Linked DNA regions of Anser cygnoides: region 1 is linked to region 2. A link is a contact called in public Hi-C data. All regions are on one chromosome and are shown on one strand. The core of a region is the stretch at or near the end of the contact, and the rest is flanking DNA. Distances in the headings are between cores, read along the strand shown.

Region 1 (7,579 bases), core at 317-2,816, 330 kb before region 2:
AGCAGAGCATTTAAAACATTCAAAATGCTTGGCAGATGTGGTTTCACAGCTTATGTCTATACCTCTTCTCTCCTGTGTTTCTCCTCTTTTGAGATGTTGTCTGCAGGAGCAATATCTCCAACAATGCATTCAGCCATATCATGAACCAACGCTAATCGTATGCATCTGACAAAAAGCAAAGACAGAATAATCATTTTTTCAACATTTTAAGTTATGTCTTATTATTCATAAAGCTAAGAGCCCCCATAATTTATCCCTTTCATATATAGAGAGAGATTTTACATAATACATTTCACTTCTTTGCTAAGGGCCTAAGGGCCTTGTTTTCCATTTAGACATGATTTTAATTCCCAATTTCTATCTCCTGCTGCTTGTAAATATAGATATAAGTAAAAATATAGTTTGCACAATAGCATACAATTCAAAAGTAATGTATGTAGTTTTCACATCTCAGAAAACCAAGCATACAAGAGCTACCTACATTATACACTTCACATTATCCCTGTAACAGGTAGAACGTAATCTGCCGCCACCCCAAATTCAATTTATAAGCTGACAAAACATGCTTGCAGCTAAGCAGCTATGTCAGCCTGTAGCACAATCCTCAAGAAAGCCTTCACTGCTTTCATCAGCTCCTGAAGTGACAGCAAATATGATCCCATACTGTACTTGACAACTCGTTCAATACTAATGATGCTCTCTCTTCTATGCTGTATGATTTATGAGGCTCCCGATTGCTGCTGAGTGCTAACTCAGCCTGCCCAAATCCACCGAGAATGTCTTTGCCTTTGTTGTCTGTTGCTTCAAACTGCCTTTTACCGGGATGCCTTCAGCTTGCTTGTCTCAGGCTTGAGGGAAAGCCAGCTCAGAGCCTCAGCACTCTGATTTTAGTGATAAAAAGCCTTCGTCCCGTTCACCTCTCCAGGTAAACAGCTCAAAGGATGGAGGGAAGGGATGTGGGGAAAGCACTTCAAACACCGTCGGTGGGCCTTAAGAGCTCCTCCTCAGCAGGACGGCTGCTCTGAGCGCTGTGCCCGCAGCTCCCCCGTGGCAGCACCAGGCAGGGGAACCAGAGGGTCTCTCTCACCTGTCCTTGTTCAGGTTTTTGTCCTCGGTCACCAAGGCCATCATCGCCATCCTGTACATGTGATCCGACACGCTCTCTGGCTTTGCCACGTTCCTGTACACCCATCCCGTCCGCGGCACCCTCTGCGGGAAGGGAGCACCGCGGTCACTTAAAGGGGGAAACCTTAGGTTTTGAAGCGACACGTGGGCAAATTCCGCCCCGCTGCCACCTCGGCGCTCCGAGGCACCTGGATCTGCAGCCGGCAAGCCCCCGGCCCCCCCCGGCCCCCCCCGGGCACCTCTCCCCCGCCGCCCTGCCCTCCCGTCCCCGGCCCGGCACCTTGAGCTGCCCCAGCAGCCGCAGGAAGGCGAGCAGCCCGCCCCCGCTGCCCCCCGCCGCCATGGGCCGCCCGCTCCGCTTCCCGAGCGCCCTCCTCCTCCTCCCCTTCCTCCTCCTCTTCCTCTTCCTCCTCCTCCTCTTCCTCCCGGCCGCGGAGCACGGCCTGCCCCGGGGGGCTGCCGCGGCAGCTGGCCAGCACCTCCCCGAAGGCCGGGGAAGGGGAGAGCCGCCTGGCGGGCGTGGGTGTAAGGTCCAGCGGGGAGTTTTTACACCCAGATCTCCGGCTCCCCTGTGGCTATTACCTAATCGATTAACCGCAATCAGTACTCTAATAATAACAGCTCAGGCCGAGGAGGAAAGCAACGGGAGAAGTCCGGGTGTTTGTGGATGTGACTGCTGTGATAACGGGAACGTGGTGACTTACCACGGCCGCAAAAACAGAAGAAGAAATCCTTCCATGTGCAGGAAAGGAGTAGATAAGATTACAAGGGGATAATTACCTGACCCAAATCACAGAGACACAGAATGGGTGAGGTTGGAAGAGACCTCTGAACATCATCTAGTCCAACCCCCTGCCGAGCAGGATCACCTAGAGCACATTGTGCAGGGTGGCATCCAGGCGGGTTTTGAATATCTCCAGAGAAGGAGACTCCACAACCTCTCTGGGCAACCTGTGCCCGTGCTCTGTCACCCTCACAGTAAAGAAGTGCCTTCTCATATTCAGAAATTGCTAGCAATTCTTCAGTAAATTGACAATAAAGAGACGGACTAAGAGTAGACTTTCAATTTTAAGTCCACTGGACCTGGACCTGGAATGGCCTCTTTACACTCATTGTGTAATGTCCAGCACACAACTGATGTGCAGAAACAGCAATAATTAAAGGGCAGACAGCAGTACTGGGGGTGGTGAGAGGGGACAGGAGCCTTAATTACTCCAACGATGTGACACAAGTATACATACAGGTCACATAACTCTCCGTTGCGATGAAAGGGTCAGAAATGAAGTGTAACCACAGGCTGCACAATCTTTCCTCATCAGTATGTTTTCTTCTGATTAAATTCCCTACACTTGACAAGCTTTTCTTCAAATCTTAAAATTGCCACAAAGGTAGAGGAGTAGAAGCTGGGCTGTTATTGATATAGGCAACAGCGACAATTCTTGGTGAGGCCTTCTCTGTGAGTAGCTCATAGTTGGTCAAAACTGATCATATCAATGACCACTTAAGCATGTAGCATGCTTTTTCTTTTCCTCTTTTTTTTTTCCTAAAACAAACAAACAAAAAAAATCATCATAGTAAATGGAAGAAGCTAATGTAATTATTCAGAGAAAAGAGTGTTGTTATCACAGTTGCTGCACTAAGAGATTTAAGGTTATAGACTCCTGAAATCTGGCTACAGTCACTTCTCCTCACTTTTGCAAGTTAAATAAAAACACCAAATAAATACACTTAAATAAATAAATACACTAAATAAATAAATACACTAAATAAAAACACTTTGCAATCTGTAGCTTTTCAAAATGCATTGCATTTCTTTGTTATTTTTATATTACCAATTGAAATAGCAGACAATGGTTTAAATGTGGCAATTAAATATTCCGCTTTCAGTAAAGAACATCTGCAGTTTGCCAGATATCAACAGATGGCAGAGTATTTTTATTTTTTGCTCCCGTGTATACTTAAACACACTCCCAAATAAATAATACAGCCCAGATGCATTTTGGTCGCAATTTAAAAGCTATCTTCCCACAATAAACAAGGGAAGACATCAGTTTTACATTTGTATACAATCATAGAAATGTTGGTTGGAAAGGACCTTTGGATATTGCATAGTCCAGCCTCCCCACTGAAAGTAGGTCTGATTACAGTGTTGCCTTGACAGCTCTCAAAACCATCCAACCCTGGCTCTCCCCCCCAAAACAAAACAAAAGAAAACAGAACAACAACATGTTATTTGTCTGGGTTAACTGTCTTCTAAGTAAATAATATCCTCCTTGAACCTCCCAAGCCATTTCTGGCCGTTGGTTGTTGTTCTGTTGCCTACTATTACCAAGAAGAGTTTAGCTCTGTCCTATTTGTAAACCCCTTCAAGTAGCTGTAGGCTGCTACTATGTGACCCCTCGCATTCTTCAACAGACAAGACAGGCCCAGCTCCCTCAGCCCCCAGCGGAAGTGATTTAGATTGTGATCATCTTGGTAGACCTTCTCTGTAAACACTCCACTTGAACTGAAGCAGCACACTGTCCTGGCAAGGCCTCACCACCAGCAAGCAAAGGGGGACAGATCAACTATCCCCCTCTGTCAACTGGCCATGCCCCTAATGTAGGCCTACTCAGTGGTTTTGCCTTCTTTGGGATGAGCACGCTGTTGCTCATATTGGACTTTGGGTTTCACATAACCCTAGGTTCTTCTCAGTAGAGCTGATCCCCAGCTCCATTTCTTCACATCTGATACCAACAGAAGGGCTTATTCTGTCTTGGGTGCAGGGTTGCACATTTCTCCTTGAACATGTTAAGCCTTCTGGCAGCCCAGCCCTTAAATTTCTCGAAGTCTCTCAGAAATGAAGCTCTACTTTTTAGCGTGTCAATCATTCCCCCTACCTTAGCATTATCTGAAAGTAGGCTGTGGGTATGTCCTGTCTCACTGTCCAGGTTTTTGATGAAGATAACGAACCATGTGAGCCCTAGTAACAACCCCTAGAGTATTCAACTTGCTGTAGGCCTTCAGGAAGGTTATCAAGCCATCAACTGCTACCCACTGAGCTCAGCAGTACAGGAGGTTTTCAGTTCATCTAACAGCCAGCTTGCTCATGCCATATTTCCTCAGTTTGCAAGTGAAAATGCTGCAGGAAATTATTTCAAAAACTGGACTGAAGTCAAGATCTGTTATATCCACTTGCTTTCTCCTTCTCCATGTAGCCAGCTACTTCATCATAGGATGCAGTCAGGTTGGTCAAATATGATTTGTCCTTCATAAATCCATACCAGCTGTTTTTGATTGCCTTCTTGTCCTTCACAGGTCTCTTTCCACCAGAGCTTCATCAGCTTTCTTTATCTTGCAGTCTTTCTGGCTGCAAACGGATTCTTTCTGGTTTCTGGGCAGTAGTTGCATACCTTCTGAACTTAGACAAACACAAAAATAACGCAGAGTAATTTAATTTGTATTTTAAATAAGATGTTGTGTCTAGTTCAACAGTGCTATTTTTAAGTCTAACTAATAGCAGATATTTTGCCTTTTAACCCTTTCTGAAGGTTTCTATTCAATGTTTAATATATACAGCTCTTTAAATCTTATAACCCACTTGCTTTTGCAATTTCTTTAACACTTTTTTAACATGGATAGGTCTTGTACAATACACATAAGGAGGCATGTTTTTCAGTTTTGTGTGATAATTTCTTTGCCATCGGTGTCCTTAAGATGCATTTCTGGAACCAATTCTCCTGTGACATTAATGAGGCTATGTTGCAGTCCCCAGCTGTGGCTGTCCTATAGGTTTAGAGAATGCTGTCAAACTCAGCATGCCCACATACACAGTTTGATTTTCTATTGCACTTAAGAACTCTGCTCCATTTGAAGCCTTTGGAGCTGTGAATGCTCTGGAGACCTGAAGTTTCCAGCAACATTGAGAAGAATAGAAAGCCTCTATGTAACAGTTGCTGAACACGGCAACAACATCATTTCACATACCCATGGGGAACAATTTCCCAGGCATCAGCTAAAAATAATGCTGTGAATTACTTCTTTTCAGCATGTAATACATTTATTTAAATACATACATTTGAACATACTGTTTATGTGGATAAAATATACATGAGATACACTTGTACTTAATGCAACCCTTGTAATTCTTTAAAATTTTTAGGCAAACAGAACTGCTTATTTACAGTATTTTTCTACCCCATCAGTACTTTCTCCCAGGTTTCTACCCTGGGACAATACTAGAGCTATAATTCATGAGTATTTTCAAGTACTAATCATATGCATTGTGAATAGTATTAAATACATACAACTTTTGTAGGGCTGGGGGACCATAATATAGTACAGATTTTAGCTCTTTTAAAATCTAATGTAATTTTACTTTTGACTAAGCAGCCTGAAAACAGCAACAAATTTGGGATGCCCAGGTCCTTACAATTTTAATCAGGTTTTTTATGTAATCAAGAAACTAGCAATGATTTGCCAAGTCTCCATACAGGATATTGTGATAAGGTTTAAGGATATTGATGTTAAAGTTAAAGTCTTAATCTTCCATCAGTCTCAGATGGCTTTCTTTTCCCGTCTTTCACTATAACAGATGGCAATTCTAAAGGAGAAATGCGAAATTATTCGTCTTGCTAGTGATGAGTAATTATCATTTAGTAGCGGGAGATGGCGCACTTTGCCCACAAATCCTTACTTCGACCACAAGCTTCTACCAAATGCCAGGATAAAATTATGTTTTAATTTCTTTAAGAAAATAGCACTGGGGAAAAGGGACGTTTTACACACTTGGCACAGTAATATGAAAATCATCTCTGCAAATGCCAGATGACTGGAGAAAGAAATTTTAACTACTTTGAAGGTGGATCTTAATCATCTTGTGCTTCACTTAACGTAGTGCCGATACTAGCACTTGGGATTTTGAAACCTCTAGTGTGTTCTGCTAATTTGGATTCTGCAAGACCCATGTTGGTGAAATATCTTGGGAAAAAGTAATTAATTGATTAGATTCATTTGGCATCTTCTGACAGATTAAATAAACAAATAAACAAACAAATAAATAAGTGAATAAAGTTGTGTAGTTCACTAGATATAGTAAGATGATTACGTATCACAGACCCCTAAGCAGGAACAATAAACCCTGGTGTCCTCTTTAGGAGAAAAATGATTGATAAACACTTGCCAGATACTATAAAATGTTTTATTTCTCCAAGCCTTATTTCCTTTACTTCCTTTACATGAGGTAATGTTAGCAACAAGGTAGAAGTAGCTAGTAAAATCCTAGCAAGAATCCTGAGTAATGCTACAGACAAGACCAAACAGCTGAACTTACCTGTGTGTGTGCCATGGGGCTCTTTCCTCTCTGCCACATACTTTAGCTGCGACTTCCTCTATAGTTCAAGCAGGCAAGGTTCATAGGAAGGAGGTCAACATTGATGGTGTTGACTATTGGTTTGTTATTATGTGTAAATATTGACTAAGTCCAGCCCAGAGGTAAGCAAAAGGGGTAAGACTTCATCAGTGCTAGTCATTAACACTGAAGACTGCACTTGACCAGAGAGCCTAGTGTTTCAGGAGGTTCTGGCCTTTGGACTTGTGAAGAAATTCAGATGTCCGTGTGTTGCCTGTAGGAGTAAAGGCCGTGTTCAGGCTTTGTAAAGTTTTAGCTCCATATGTGTGAAGGGGAAGTGGCTAATGCAGTTAAATGCATGTGGCCTAACAAATTGGTTAGGATCCCCTCATGCAGCCTTCCTTACTGAAAACCACTGTGAAGGTCAGTAGACACAGCCTGTGCTGGTGGTCCGTCTGTTGGTGCTCGTAGAGCTCAGGAGCTCTCCCAGTGTTAGAGTGTCAGCAAACCTGCCAAGTCTGACAGGCTGTGTTTGCGGGTCACCCAGCTGCACCCTTACATGAGGCAATGTCCACCGTCATTTACGCAGCAGGCTGTTTTCCCTCCTGTGGTCCAGCACCTCTGCTGTGGCTGCAATCTGTCATCTACCTGCAGATGCACTGAGCTGACGGACATTGCAAACGGGATTTAGCTATTGGCAGTGTAGGCGACCTGTAGGACCGCTACCAAAAAGAAAAATGTTCCCCTCATTGCTGTTGCATAACATCTTTGTCTTTTTTTTCTGATTTTCTGTCAGAACCCTTAGGAATGGCCTATCTAAACCTGCAAAATGAAGAAAATAGTCTTCCTTTATTTGCGTAGAAGTAGCAGATCAGAGGAACATGGAACAGAACTTTGAGAATAGCACATTTAACGGAAAAAAAGTCAGTTTAAAAGCAAACCAATCTTACATGAGCAGAACATTTCTAATGTAAAAAGGCATCTGAATTAGAGGATTAGGTCACACTGGCTGATTAGCATCATTTGATCTTCAGCTATTGAAAAGCCACTGGGCTTCTCAGAGAATGGAAGCATTCAAACTTTAAATGAAACCACAAGCCTGGCTTAGAAAAAACCTGCTAAACT
Region 2 (6,792 bases), core at 3,048-5,547:
CTACATTTTTTGTGACAATAATACTAAATTCTGTTCCATTTACACTAATGGGAGCCTGCTGCATAGAAAAAAGGTTTTAAAAACTTTATTCTGCAGAATCAAATTGAAACTCTACGTTGCAGATGAGGAAACAAAATTTTATAACGTGTAAACTAGTAGCTACATTCAGTCATGTCCATGAGATAGCGTGCATTCCTGTCTGTACAGAGTTCAGGGCTAATTTTTTATTCTTGAGTGTATCAGTGGACATACTGACCAACTGTATTGTCTCTTAGACTTCTTTTGAAATACTGGCTATTGCTGAAAACAGGAAATTAGTTTTGACAACCTGTGTGCTGGCCCAGTTTGGCAGCTTTTTGGTGTTGGTAACCATTGCATGGGCACGTAAAACAGAAATATTTGTCACTCTTGAATGTTCATCTAAACATGGCAGACAGGAAATTTGGCCCTATAAATGGTTAATTAAAAAAAATCCATCCCTCTATAAGTTACGTTTTAAATAACAATCCTTGATGTTCAAACTATGCCAGGGCAAGTTTTCATAGTCACTTACAAAGTTGGGAGGCCCATTTCATTAGGGCTTACTCCGCTTCTGTCTGACTTGGTCAGAAGTACGCTTAAAGCTTTTGCAGATGTACTCCAGTGACATTTAAACCAGCCAGCAGCAGCAGGAGTGCAGCTGAGGCCGTGTTACTATCTGACACTAACTACATACATGGCAGTGGAAGCCTCTGTTCTTGTTTAACTACCTGCCCCGGTCTTAATTAAGAGTCTGTGAGTCTCCATGAGCTGGACTTGCACCGTAGGGTGCTCAGGTTACTCACTGCCTCAGCTCTGTGTCTTTGGAGAGTACTGTGTTATTTTTCCTGATACCCCATTAGTCAGCTGGCGATACCTGAACTGCCTGGTCCTGCTGCCTACAAGTTATGAACTATTGCTACTGCTGAATCAATTGGATACACAAATTGTTGGAATTAAGCAGACCACATGCCATGGCTGTATTACAAGAAGTTTGATTCATTTTGAAATCAAAATGTATCCCCAGGCTTTACCTAATGGCAGCTGAATCCTTAATGTGTACTCATGTCAAGGAATGCTTTTCCAAAAAGCAAAGCATTTTAAGCGTGTTATAACGACAAGTTATGTGTCTCGTTTTAAAGTGCAAGCTGTAAATAATTTTACAGAGGAGTGGTTTTGAGAGCTATGTGAACACCAACCAGCAGTGTGTGGCGCAGCACATATTCCCCAGCTTCCAACATGGTAAAATTAAGTGGTGATTAAAACTCATCCTTTGTTTCCCCTTCCATGCTGCACCTGCATCTGGCTGTCCCGTTCTCCAAATATACTTATTTCACCACATTCATTTCATCCTTTTCTCTCCTATTTTCATTGTCTTTTCACTAGGAGGTTAATGAAAAGTGCATTTTTGTATGCTCAGTCCGAAGAGTTATTTTGTTACAAATCCCCATTAGATTAAAGTGTCAAACAAAAATCATTATTTTCTTATGCCCTCTGAAAAAAACAAAACAAAAAACTTTTATAAATAGCATAAAGTAATTATCATTTAAATCAAGTTAATAATTTATAATATGCCTCAATTTCCTTTTGAGACGAGAATATTCTTATATTAAAGACTCATCAAGTAATGTAGTTAACAGCACATAAAAGCTTTTATATGCCCTGGTAAAAAAAAAAAAAGAATTTTGTGTTCCCAATGTATTGTTTTCTTGGTGGGAACTATTGTAAGCACAGTTATAACAACTATTGTATATAACCAACTCAGCACTGAAAAAGTTCCTCCAGAAGAACCATGAAGAAAATTCTTACCACTCATCTCTCAGTCCCTAGTTTTAACTAGCAGATCATTTTTGCTCCCAGTTTGGAGAACTCACAACCGTGCTCTGAAAGCACAGCTCAGTGAGGCACGTGACTGCACCACTACACTTGTACTTACGCGTTTGGCACTGCAGGATCTCTACTCTCCTGTTGTAAACAGCATTGCTACACTCTGCTGAAAGAAGTAAAAGAGACTTTTTTTTTTTCTTCTTTTCATATGTGCACAGTGCCTCAGCGTACAGTTCCTGCTGTCTTTCACGTCTTCGTGCTGTAGCACCCTGCTCGCTATGAAGGGGTATAGCTAAGTTCACCAAAAAGGCTGCAGAACTTTGTGATGTGGAGTACGACATAGCATCAGAAGAAAGAACAGGTGAAAATGGTGTGAGATACAGAGAGGAAAAGGACAAGACACAGAGATGGTTTGGAGAATAGACTTAAACACCAGGACTAGTGCAGCTCTCCAAAATACATGCAACGTGCAACGTATTTAGGAATCATGAAACATCCTTGCTGTATGTACCATAGACCATTAAGCAAGTGGTATTTCTGTATACTTGGGAATTTGCATATGCTTCATGGAAGTCAGCATAACTTCCATCTATTTAGTGTGAAAATAACCTAAACTTTTGCTACATATCAAGCTCCCGTTTGAAGAAGTATATGAATTCCCCAAAGAGTTTTCAATTCCATATTTTGTACACCAAAATCCGCCCACGGTGAGTCTTTTATAACCTGTAAGAATCACTGTTGTATAGCAGCAAGTTAGCAATTTGCTTTCAGCAGCCTAAAGCCCTAAGTCAGCAGGGATGCTTGGAGAGCCACAGTACATCGTAGTGGATGATGACAATGAAAGGACAATCCAATGGCAACGTGATGGATTAGCTGATTATTTGTGATTTCTGTCCAGAACAGCTATTGTTTTTATGAAAGCTTTGTTTTTTTTTATCCTTCTCACCTGTTTTCTCTCCTGCGAGCGTCCCGTTAACTTGCCGAGTTGAAGTTCCACAACAAAAACCTCTTCCAAGGCGGTGTCCAGGCGCTTTTCCACGCGGAAGCGAGCAGCACAGCCCGTCGGACGGCCGGGTCTCATTCCAGCAGCGTGATGACCACGTCGTCGTCTTTTCCTTGCCAGAGCATCTCGCCTTCGAAGCGGACCAGGCCGTGCTTCCTGGCCCTCAGCAGGATGCCCACCACCTTGTTGGAGATGGTCACGTAGGTCTCGAAGAGCTGCCCGAAGGTCACGCTCACGCGCCCGTCGTCCCCGGTGCGCCCCGTGTTCCTGATGACCAGGCACAGCTCCTCCACCTCCCGCCCCACGTGCGAGTGGGCGTCCTTCCCCCGCTGCTCCGTCCGGGAGCCCTCAGGGGGCCTCCCGTAGGCGGGATCCCCTCTGGGAGCCAGCGCAGGCTTGCAGGGCAGCCCGCCCTCGCTGCTGAAGGGGTTCCTCCTCTGGTACTCGCTGCGGCCCTCCGCCCAGCTCTGCCAGCTCCTCCGCAGGTCGCCCACCGCCCCGGCGCTCTCCTCGCCCTGCCCCTCGCACCCACCGCGCTCCATGCCCCAGCGCGGGCCAGGCGCACGGCCCGGCCGCGGCGTGCCCCGCCAGCCCTGCGGGCCTCGGGCCGGGGGCCGGGGGCGAGGCTGCCGAGGACGAGCCGCTGAAGCACCCCGGGGAACGCAGCGCCGGGACGCGGCCCCAGCCCCCCGGCCCCTCACCGAGCGGCGCCGCCCCCGCAGCGCCCGCCCCCCCCAGCGGTTCCTCCCACCCGCTGCGGCGCTGAGCCTGGGCTGGCCCTGGGTCCTCCCCGGGCTCTGGGAAACCAGCAGGAGCCCGGCCCAACGCCTGGAGCAATTCTCCCCAGGGGCTGCCCAGCGAAGCGCTCCTTCAGGCGCCCGGCTGCATCAGGATCCTCTTCTCGTCTTCACGCCGACTCCAGTCTGAGTGCTGCGGGATGAGAAGCTCTCCTCAGCAGGAGGCTACGCAGACACCGCAAGACCGCAGCCCGTGCCTGTAAGCAGCAGGTCACGAGCAAAGCCTGACCCGTGCTGAGAACCACAAATCCCCAAATCCGCACGGCACGTGCAGGGGGTCCGGGACACGGGGCGGCTGCTGGGCAGGGCTGCTCCCGTGAGAGGCTTACTGAAGGCTGGGTAAGCCGGGCCTTCCAGCTCAGCGTAACGGGGTCAGGGAGCACGGGATTAGAGTCTTGATATATCCTAACATCAAGTTTGGATATTAAAATATAATAAAAGGATAACTGGCAACACAAAAATCATTGTTCCTCTCTCCGGGTAGCTGTATCTCTGCCCCTTTCCTGGCAGTCTGTTAGGAACGCTCCGCTTCTACGCCCATGTCACAGCCGCCACCCTGCTTCACACACACACACACACACCCCAAAAAGAAAAAACAAAAAAAAACCACCAAGCACGCAATTAGACGTACGTTTAATTAGTCACAAATTACACACGCGTACCGACACACACGGAAACCGCAGAAGGCTGAGGCGAAGCCGAGACAAACGCCGCTCACCCGTCACCTAGCGGGGCAGCTCCGGCGGGTGGGGGCCGGGCACAGCCACCCCTGCCTCAGGCCCCCTGCGGGGCGCCGAGGGGCAGCTCCTTTCCCTTCCCTTCCCTTCCCGTGCCGAGCCGAGCCGAGCCGAGCCGGCCAGGCCCGCCCGGCGGCGCATGCGGGGCGGGGAGGCGGGAGCCGTCCCGAGATGGCGGCGCGGCCGCCGGTGCCGCTGGGTCGGTTCCTGCTGCTGCTGGCGCAGGAGCACCTGGAGTTCCGCCTGCCGGTGAGCGCCCCGCGGGCGGGCGGGGGGGGCGCTGCCCTCGGGGGCTCCCCCCCGGCTGCAGCCGGGGACGGCCTGGGGGCGGGCGGCGTGCCCAGGACGCGGCCGCCTGCCTCGGGGCCGCCGCTCGGGGCCGGGGCGCGGGGCCGGGCGCAGCCTGGAGTGGGAGGCTGGGACGCTGCGTGGGGGGGGAAGCTGTGGAGGCAAACCCCTTCCAGCACCTCGCTGTCTTTCCTCTCGCAGGGATCTTCCCAGTGCCTGACCCAGGCTGCTGCTCGTCGTCCCCGTAGTAAACAAACCCAGTCATTGCCTTCCTTCAGCACGGCAAGCTTTAGCACGCGGAGAGATCCTTATCGCCCCGCTCTCCGTCTCTCTAAGTCTTTCCTCGCAGGCCGTGTTTTCTGCGCTTCTGCTTCTTGTCGCTTTCCTTTAGGCAGTATTAACAGCAGCGAAAGATGAATGCGGGAATGGAAAACACTGGGATTTCCTTACTGAAATCTTGCGTTTGATCTTGCTGTACGTTGTACAGCTTTGCATAACCTGTCAGTAACTTATTCATTTGCAGCTGAGTTCTGAGAAATACAGTCAGCTATTTTTACAGCAGAAGAGTCTATTTTTTTTTCATCTCGTAAGTACTACATACGAGCTGAATTTAATTGTAAACCTCTGCCCTAGCCACACAATTACGCTAAGATTTTTTCATTGTTGGTTTTCACAATAAATCCGTAGTAAATGCCATTCTTTCTTCTATTGCTAAGTTTTTGTTTATAATCCCTGTAGAGGTCACGTCTGCATTAAAACTTGTAATATGCTGTTCTTTCTCTGATACATACATATATATATAAAGTTTAAAATGTTGGTGAATACTCCTAAAGCCTGACCTTTTTATTTTCACTTTAGGAAATAACATCTTTGCTCTCGCTCTATGGGGGACAATTTAGCGATCAGCAGGAAATTTGTGTAAATGTAAGTGGGGACCAAATATTTTACTTGAGTGCACGTATGATACGCAAATATGCCCTTTATGATATTTTTATTTAAAGTGTGTAACCGAATATATTTTGAAGTTTCTTAGGAAAATAAGCTGTCTTCCAAAAATGAGCAATTCTGAATTTCAGTTCAGATTTTGAGTTTAGGAAAAGATGCACAAAAAGCACATCGGGATGTCTTCACTTAGCTATATAGAAAGAAATTGTGCCATCTACTGGGAGGCTCGTTTCTTTTCAGAATAGCTGAACCATGAACGCATTTTAGTAGGCCGTGTGAATTTAGTGTTTACCTCTAATTTGATGAGACAGTATATCCAAAAAAGTGAAGCTGGCAAGCTATATGATTCTGGTCTCAATGCTTAGTCAGAAAACATTACTAGCTTTTTGTTGTTAGTTTTGTTTAAGTAGGTGTTATGATTCCTTAGAGGATGAATAATCGAGAAAATTGTAAACAAACATAATATTTTTACCAAATCTAAGATATGGTGGGGAAATTGAATTTGCAATAAAGGTTCTTGGCTATTCAACCAAGATTTAATTTTACCTTAAATTAAATGTTTTATCCTCACATTCCCTGTACTGTTAACGTGTTTTTTTTCTTCAGCATGTATGTTCTGTTTTGATACAACAGAATTGTGTAATTGTGTAATACATGTAACATCCTCCAGGTAGGCATTTGCATCACTCATCTTCTTTTTATTTCAGTCTCCGTTTTGGATTCTCAATATTCCTTCAGAAGAGATGGCAAGGAGAATAATGAAACGGACAGTATGTGCAAAGTAAGAGGTGAAAAATCTTGAAAATGATAAAGTAGGCTGTAAAAAACTTTCGCTATATGAGGGAAAATATTAATTTTGTATGGAGTCTTAAGACTTATGGGGTCCTAAGTCTTAAGTCACTGCTTACCTCTAGAAATAAAGAAGTATTGTCGGACCCTATAGGACCGATTACATAGTATGCCTGTCCTTTTTACTTAATTTACAGTCAGCACCAGGTCTTGAAGCACTGTTTTTCACTGCAGAGCCAGTACTCGTCTTGTAGTGTCAATGACTTCCCAGTTGACTTGAACACTGTTTAGTTAGTGGCTCATTTTAAAACACATATGGAATTAAAAGATAAGAACAGTGATAGGTAAAAACTGAAAATCAAGTTTAGAAGGGAATGGTATGAGAAGA

The links. A called contact is a pair of places that touch in the nucleus more often than the background predicts.
Region 1: a Hi-C map of liver shows a contact between it and region 2, with 2.1 times the contacts expected there. The contact joins the promoter of HDDC2 here to the promoter of TRMT11 in region 2. A contact is called at or near these places in 3 of 7 Hi-C or Micro-C datasets (granulosa cells and liver).

Annotation. Positions count from the first base shown.
Region 1 is chr3:66,024,413-66,031,991 of Taihu_goose_T2T_genome, reverse strand. HDDC2 (HD domain containing 2) reads right to left here and starts at 1,566. Exons shown (of 5, transcript XM_066994324.1): 1 at 1,406-1,566; 2 at 1,088-1,209; 3 at 63-165. The coding sequence starts at 1,468. It overlaps LOC136790456 (a long non-coding RNA gene), which reads right to left and starts at 7,463. Exons shown (of 2, transcript XR_010830395.1): 1 at 6,437-7,463; 2 at 4,004-4,520.
Region 2 is chr3:65,702,702-65,709,493 of Taihu_goose_T2T_genome, reverse strand. It overlaps TRMT11 (tRNA methyltransferase 11 homolog), which reads left to right and starts at 4,297. Exons shown (of 13, transcript XM_048065611.2): 1 at 4,297-4,631; 2 at 5,529-5,594; 3 at 6,323-6,396. The coding sequence starts at 4,554. HINT3 (histidine triad nucleotide binding protein 3) reads left to right here. Exons shown (of 6, transcript XM_048065621.2): 6 at 1-300.